2 separate regions of the Sus scrofa genome follow, and region 1 is linked to region 2. The links are chromatin contacts, called in public HiChIP or PLAC-seq maps. All regions are on one chromosome and are shown on one strand. The core of a region is the stretch at or near the end of the contact, and the rest is flanking DNA. Distances in the headings are between cores, read along the strand shown. Region 1 overlaps ABR (active BCR-related). Region 2 has its middle 30 kb from the start of BHLHA9.

Evidence for each region. HiChIP or PLAC-seq counts read pairs in DNA pulled down with a chosen protein or histone mark.
Region 1: an H3K27ac HiChIP or PLAC-seq map of alveolar macrophages shows a contact between it and region 2. The contact joins two enhancer-like sites. A contact is called at or near these places in 1 of 47 Hi-C or Micro-C datasets (epiblast stem cells) and 1 of 2 datasets of contacts at active chromatin or transcription factors (alveolar macrophages).

The regions. Positions count from the first base shown.
Region 1 is chr12:46,822,585-46,826,184 of Sscrofa11.1, reverse strand. All of the region lies in intron 2 of ABR (active BCR-related), which reads right to left. Among named protein-coding and RNA genes, the nearest start is that of ABR, 12 kb to the right of the region's middle. Within about 2 kb of position 2,119, at least 52 of the 83 cell types and tissues checked have an H3K27ac peak or open chromatin away from gene starts, as enhancers often do. A contact at or near this core is called in alveolar macrophages, where this site is marked.
Region 2 is chr12:46,672,361-46,676,128 of Sscrofa11.1, reverse strand. No RefSeq gene overlaps it. Among named protein-coding and RNA genes, the nearest start is that of BHLHA9, 30 kb to the right of the region's middle. Within about 2 kb of position 1,423, at least 10 of the 83 cell types and tissues checked have an H3K27ac peak or open chromatin away from gene starts, as enhancers often do. A contact at or near this core is called in alveolar macrophages, where this site is marked.

The sequences.
Region 1 (3,600 bases), core at 870-3,369, 150 kb before region 2:
AACACCAGGAAACAATCACACACATGACGGCCCAAAAGTGCAATGAAGGAAATAAGACGGGGTCGTCCTGCTGAAGGACAGCTTCTCCAAGAAGGGGACACTGACCTGAAATGGGAGCATGGGACAAAGGGGACAGTATTCCTGGTCCCAAGGCGGGCATGGCTGGGGGAGGGAGAGGAGGAGCCGGAAGGAAGCCGGTGAGCCTGTGCCGCGGGCAGGGGGCTGGAGGGGTGAGCAGAGCCAGATCGCACAGGGGAAGGAATGCGGCTGCGAAGCCCATGCAGTGACCCGGCTTTCCCTGAGGGACTGAAGCAGGGGAATGCCGGGGTCTAATTTTCTCTTCAGGAGATTATTTTTATGACTCATGCTCCTTGTTCTGGAGAATGCTATAATCTATTTGGGTAACTGGACCAACACAAACGAAACAATTTAGTGGACAAAGCAAGATAGAGCTATTACTCAACGTGGACCGTAAATATCAACCAACTGGTCCCAAGGTCGTGCTGGTGCAGCCTGGAGAGAGCGGCACAGAGGAGGGGATGGGAGAGGGAAGATCTGAGCAGGTGGAGGGGCGGGGCCTGGGTGAGCCTGCCAGCGGGGGGACAGAGAGGAAACCAGTGTCCTCGCAACCCTGGGTGGGCCCCTCACTGGGCTCACGGCTCCCAGCACTCCGGGGAGGACACACAGCCGGCCCCCAGCATGGGCTAATTTATCCTTTTTACCTTGATCTCTCCAGGTCCAGGGGAGGGTCCAAGTGGCCACAGAGGCCCTGTCCCTGCCAGGGTACAACCCCTCCCCCACCGGGGGGGGGAAATTAAAGGAAATAGGAGAACAGTCCTGGTGGAGGCGGCCGGGGGTGTGTGTGTCAGGATTTCTCAGAAGCTGCTGGGAAAGCACTCAAACCCACGCACAGACAGGACACCACTGCTCTGCTTCCTCCTCAGCTCCCACCGGCTGCAAAAGGGGAAGCCGCGCTCGCCAGGGCCCGGTCACATGGACAGGGCCTGTGCTCCAGGCATCACACAGTTCTCAGGACAAGGTAGGGGGCCTTTGGAGGAAGGGAAAGTGCTGGGTGCATGCCCTTGGCTGGCCTGAGACCCTTGAAGGCAGTTATTTTTATCTGGTGAGGTCCCACATATAGGCCTGGGAGCCCACACAGAGCTCCAATCCAGCTCCGCTCTTCCGACAAAGCGCGACACACCCGTCTGCCCTTCCTCCTCCCAGTGGCCCAGGGCAGAGGACAAGGCCCGGCTCTGGAGGTCCCATAACAGGCTCCTCCAGAGGAAGATGGGCCAGGTGGGTTCGAATTCATTGCGTGACTTCACACTGTCGTCTGTCTGCTCTGTCCCCCAGCAACTTGCCTTTCGAAACAGAGGAAAGAAACAAGGCCCACTTCCTCTACCACCTCCTATATCCCAATGGCTGGGAGGCTGTGGCCTGGGGGGACGGGGAGGGGTGGGGGGCCGCATCCTGGGGCCTGGGTGCTGGAAGGAGCCACGGGCAAAGGCAGCCAGATGCAGCCTTGGGTCCGTCTCCCTTCCTTCACCCCCGCCTCAGCCCAGGCTCCCAACCCTCTCCCCTTGTGATCTGAGCCCAGCAGGATCCTGGAGGGTGTGGAAGGTTCCCACACCTGCCAGCAAGCCAGCAGGAACAGAGGCTCCTGTGTGACTCTCTGCACCTGTGTGTGTCCACAGGCCTGGGTACACACACCCAGCCGTTTGCATAGCAGGAAGTGTTAAAACACACACTCAAGAGCCGAGCTGCGGGAACGGGGGAGGGGTGAGGAGGAGGCGAGCCGGGCAGCCAGGTTTTCTTCTCTGGGCCCCTTTGTTACGTCACCCCAAGGAGCAAAGGGCTTGGCCTCGGGGTACCTGGGGAGAGCCCGCCATTCAAGGAGGTCGAATTCCTTATCTCTAGGCTTATCATCTGAGACTGTGGCCGAGGAGGTCTGCCCCCTCTCCCTGGAGCCCTCCAGCCAGTCCCTCCTACTCTTGCCTCAGCTCAAGAAAGAACCTGCCAGGGGTCCTGGATGGACAGGAGGGGGAGAGGAGGGACCCACCAGGGTTGCCTCAGGACTGGGGGCCCCAGCCCCACTGTTTTTGTCTGGAAGGCTTGAGCCGTTGGAAAGGCAGGCGGGGAGGGAGTGTCTTGGCCCCTAAATCCGGTGTTATCTTTACCCAGACAGACGGAAACTCAAACTGGGCCCAATGACAGAAGAGAGCCAGGCTGGAATCTAAGAGGGGCCTGCTTCCAGTGAGAACAGGCACCTCCCCTTTCTTCAGGGAATGCGTGTGGATAGAAACAAACAGGCCCTAACCTGCATTCTCTCCCAGAAGTGGAGAGAATAATTGTATCAGCTAACACTCAGGCTCTTAGAGCTTCTGGTACAAACTCACTCAACCCTCACAGCAACCCCATGGAGAGAGTACTAATATTAGTACCTGGTTTGCAGATGGAGAAAGTGAGGCTCAAAGAAAGGTTCGTTCACCGGCTAAAGGTCTAGAGCTAGTAAAGCAGCCAAACAGGGACCCAAAACTGGGCAGTCTGGCTCCTTTGTCTGAATTTCTTTCTAATATGCATCCTTTTCGCGGTGACAGCCGTGCCCCTTTGTTTGGGGACAGCGATTCATAGTATACGGTGTACTTCAGCTGCCTGCCCTCCTTCCTTCAGCTGATACTTGAGTGTCTGAGTACCTGGCACTGTTCGAGGGCCCCCAATGGATCACCTGATCATCTCAGCCACACGAAGAAGAGAAAGAGAAGGTAATGGCATTATTCTCATCTTCGGATGAGAAAATGGAGGTTCAAGGAGGTCATGCCCAAAGCCAGTGGTTTTTTGTTTTTGTTACTGGTTTTTTTTACAGCTGCTCCTATAGCATATGGAAGTTCCCGGATCGGGGGTCGAATTGGAGCTGCAACTGAGGTCTACACCACAGCCACAGCAACACTGGCTCCGAGCTGCATCTGCAACCTACGCTGCAGCACATGGCAATGCTGGAACCTTAACCCACTAGACAAGGCCAGGGATCGAACCCGCATCCTCACGGAGACAATGTTAGGTCCTTAACCTGCTGAGCCACAGTGGGAACTCCAAGCCAGTGGTTTTTAAAACCCACAACACATATAAGAAAGTATGTGGCCCAGTACATACATACACATACATATCTATCCATATAAGCCAAAAGTTGCATGAATCCATACTCACTCCTGTTACGTGTGATGCACGCAGACACGTTCTTTCTCATTGGTTTTAAAATGCTGGTTCACCCCGCTTTGATGATTGCAGAACCCACTAGTGGTTGAGATGCACAGTTTGAAAGACAGGCCAGTAAGTCTCCCTTTTTTTTTTTTTTTTTTTTTTGCTTCTTAGGGCCCCATCCAAGGCATATGGAGGTTCCCAGGCTAGGGATCTAATCAGAGCTACATCTGCCAGCCCACGCCACAGCCACAGCAACATGGGATCTGCGCCGAGTCTGCAACCTACACCACAGCTCACAACAATGATGGGTTCTTAACCCACTGATCAAGGCCAGGGATCAAACCCGCAACCTCATGATTCCTAGTTGTATTTGTTTCTGGTGCGCCACAACGGGAACTCCCC
Region 2 (3,768 bases), core at 174-2,673:
CTTCAATACCATGAAATTATAAAAACTAAGTTTTGGGGTTTTATTGCTGCAAGAGTCAAAAAGATTTAGCGTCTTTCTGTTTACTTGTTTTATGCTCTAGCCTTTTTCAGGGACGAAAATATGTACATTAAAGCACTTCTCAAACAGTTATTCTGCTTTCTTGGCCATCAGAGCTCTAGAGATGCGAATAGTTGCTTCAGGCCATAATGACAACCTTCTCGTTAATACCCAAAGCTAATCTCCTATAAAATTTGACATTTGCTCATCAGAAAACAATTCCTTTTTCCAGGCTTCTTAACTGTGCTATTCTCCCTGCAGGGAGAGGGTTTCACCTCTTTGATTACTCCTGTAAGTGGAGTTAAGTGTGATCATTAAGAATAAAGATGAAAGCAAGGTGGGGTGGCCACACATCAAATCTACCGCCTAAAACAAAATCAAAACAAACAAAACCTCAATTACAGCCAAAGTCCTCTAGGACAAAGTGCTATTTATTAGTGGGCTATTTTCTCATCTCTCCTTCTGAGGGAAAAATCACTCCCAGAGACGCTGATGCACAGCCAAAGGGCTGTGGGTCCAAAGGGACCTTTGCGAAGTGACCTGCTTTCCTGGCAAGTATGGGATGTGGAGTGTCCTTGGGAGCTTCAAAGTCATCGGAGACTGAGGCATCTGAATTAGAACCCTGCCCTGCCCTCACACCCTTGGGAAAAAAGGTGGGAGTCAAGTTCACTGCTAAGTGGGGTTGTTTTTTGTTTTTGTTTGCTTTTTGTGTTTTTAGGGCCACACCCGTGGCATATAGAGGTTCCCAGGCTAGGGGACAAATCAGAGCTGTAGCTGGCAGCCTACACACACCACAGCTCACGGCAAAGCCGGATCCTTAACCCCCTGAGCGAGGCCAGAGATTGAACCCACCTCCTCATGGATACTAGTCAGGTTCATTAACCACTGAGCCACGATGGGAACTCCAAGAAATGGTTTAATTTCAGAAGGATATTGTCTGTCCAGCCAATATGTACCCCTGCTCTGTGACGGGTATGGATCCTGCTGGCTAAATGAAGTTAGTTGGCCACTAACTAGGGGAAGCTAGAAATTCTAGTTGCCCAGAGTCATGTCTTTGTCTCCAGATTGTAGCCTCCTAGAGGACAGGGATTATATTTTAATCCCTAGTTCCTCAGTGCCTGGCACGAAGTACATGCTCAGTACAGAAAGAATGAAATAATTAAAACAACAGTTTACACGAATTCATTCATGCATTATGTATCATGTATCCCGTATTAGCCCTGTGCTGAGTCTCAGGAATAGATCAGAGGACAACCCTGGTCTCCATTCTAATGGATTTGCTGCTCAAGGTACAAGATGTCCAAGCACCACAGGAGATCGGAAGAGGGACGGTGGATGTGTGTCCACCCCACACCCTAGAGAGGCTTCCCACCCGCTGTCGTGGCACCTGCAGAACACAGAGCAAAGGAATGGGGGGAAGTGGCTCAAACTCCTCGGGGCTCTCGCTGCCTCGGCCCCCTGTGCAGGGGGCAGTCATGCTCTTCTGGGGTGTGAGAAGATGAAGAAAACCAGGGTACTCGTCTTAACCACCGCTCCCAGCCAGAAGCCCAAGGCACAGAGATTGTAATCTACATCCTTGCTGTTACCAGAGGAGAACCAACGCAGACACGGGAGAAAATCACACCATTGGCGCAGATGGTGGGGGTGTGGTTTCGCTAGAGATGGAAGCTGGAGCTCTAAAAAAAAAGGCAGTGGCGCGCCCCCTGCTGGATCCAAGATTGTTCTGCAACTAACCGAGCACACGCTAAGCCAGGTGGGAGAAAGGCTCAGACGCAAAGTCAGAACAAGGAAACTTCCTTATTCCTCCCAAATGCAAAAACCAGATGATCAAAGGGGAAAATCTACCAAGGTTGAGGCAGGGCCCCCCCATTTCCCCTACCTTCTGGGGGATATCGAAAATGGGTAAATGGTAAACAAAACTCCACCTGTAATCAGGTGTAACCACTTTTCTGGCCAACTCACTACCCATTGATGCCTCAATTCCCAACGCCGGCTCAACTTGGGGAAGCATACATGAATGATCAGAAAACAGCCATCCCCCCTCTTTTTCTGCAAATACAAGGACACTGGGTGTGGGTAATAATACAAATAGCATCGCTTGTAAGGTTTGTGTATCTATCTTACTGGCACCCCCATTATCCCCTCCCCCAACAACATATAATTTGAGGCTTTTCTTTAAAAAAAAAAAAAAAAGACTTTAACGCCCCTAACTAATCATTTCCAAACAGCGACAATTATAAATTCCAAACAAAAACTTAAGAGGCATGTGAGCCTCTCTTAGGCTTTTCATTTCAATAGATTCGCTAATTAAAAGCTATAATTTAACACATAATGACCTAACCATCTCACTTTGAAATCAAACAAAAACCTACCACTAAAACATTGGACTAGATAAAGATAATGAATCCAGGCGCATTTCAGACTCCTGCCGGGCCCCCGCTGGCCCCCTTCCAGCAGCGGGCCTGCCGCCTTTGATGAGCAGCAATAGTTTTCCAAACCATTTGGAGCAAACTCACTATGGGGAGGATAAGTGAGCAATTTGTGAGGCTAAGTGTTTTTTTGGACCCACTCCCACTGCTGATGGAGCAGGATGAATATGTATCCCTTCTTTGCCCTCATTCATTGTCACTTGGTCAATTTCATTTTCTCCCTGGCCCTTCTTTGGCCCCTTGGGAAGAATGCTGTTCCTGAAGTAACAAGCAGGAAGGAATCGTGATCAGGAAAACTAGTGATGAAACCAGGTGAGGCTCACTGCCCGCGGCATCCTAAATGGTTAATAAAATAATAACAATGATTGCTTCCCACCTACCACGCCCCCTGCCTTGGCGGGGAGTTGGGCATCTGTGCCAGGCTAAAAATAGCCTTATGTTCTGGAACCTCCCCCGCAGCCCAAGCTCACACCACTCGCCAGTGTGTGCCACCTGACTGTTCCGCAGGAGCGCTCATTCTCTGGGGCAGGGGGACCTCAAACCCTGGCCCCTTCCTGGAGCCCTGGGAGAGGAGAGAATTGGGTACCTCTGAGAAGGCCTCAGGGAGTGGCAGGAGACTCCCCATGGAACCGAGGCAGGAGGAGTGGGCACTGGGTGAGACCCCAGGAGAATACAGAGCTTGGACACTCTGCTTGTAGGTGCCGGGAGGAGGGGGCAGGCAGGTATAGGCATGTCACACTCCCACCTCCAGGACCTCAGCATGGGCTGTTCCATCCCCAGGAACTGCTTCTGCCCTGAAACTGTAAACCCTAATGGCCCCTCTCTTGAGCACGGTCCCTGTCCTTTAACTCCCTCTCCCCAGCATCCTACCTGTACCTGTTCTTCAGCCTCAAATAGACCTGGTAACAGTCACAACCATCACATCCCCACTGTCACCATCCTCCTCAGTGCTACCACCACACAGTCACTGTCACCATCCTCCTCAGTCTACCACCACGGTCACTGTCACCATCCTCCTCAGTGCTGCCATCACACGGTCACTGTCACCATCCTCCTCAGTGCTACCACCACACGGTCACTGTCACCATCCTCCTCAGTGCTGCCATCACACGGTCACTGTCACCATCCTCCTCAGTGCTACCACCACACGGTCACTGTCACCATCCTCCTCAGTGCTGCCACCACACGGTCACTGTCACCATCCTCCTCAGTGCTGCCACCACACGGTCACTGTCACCATCCTCCTCAGTGCTACCACCACACGGTCACTGTCACCATCCTC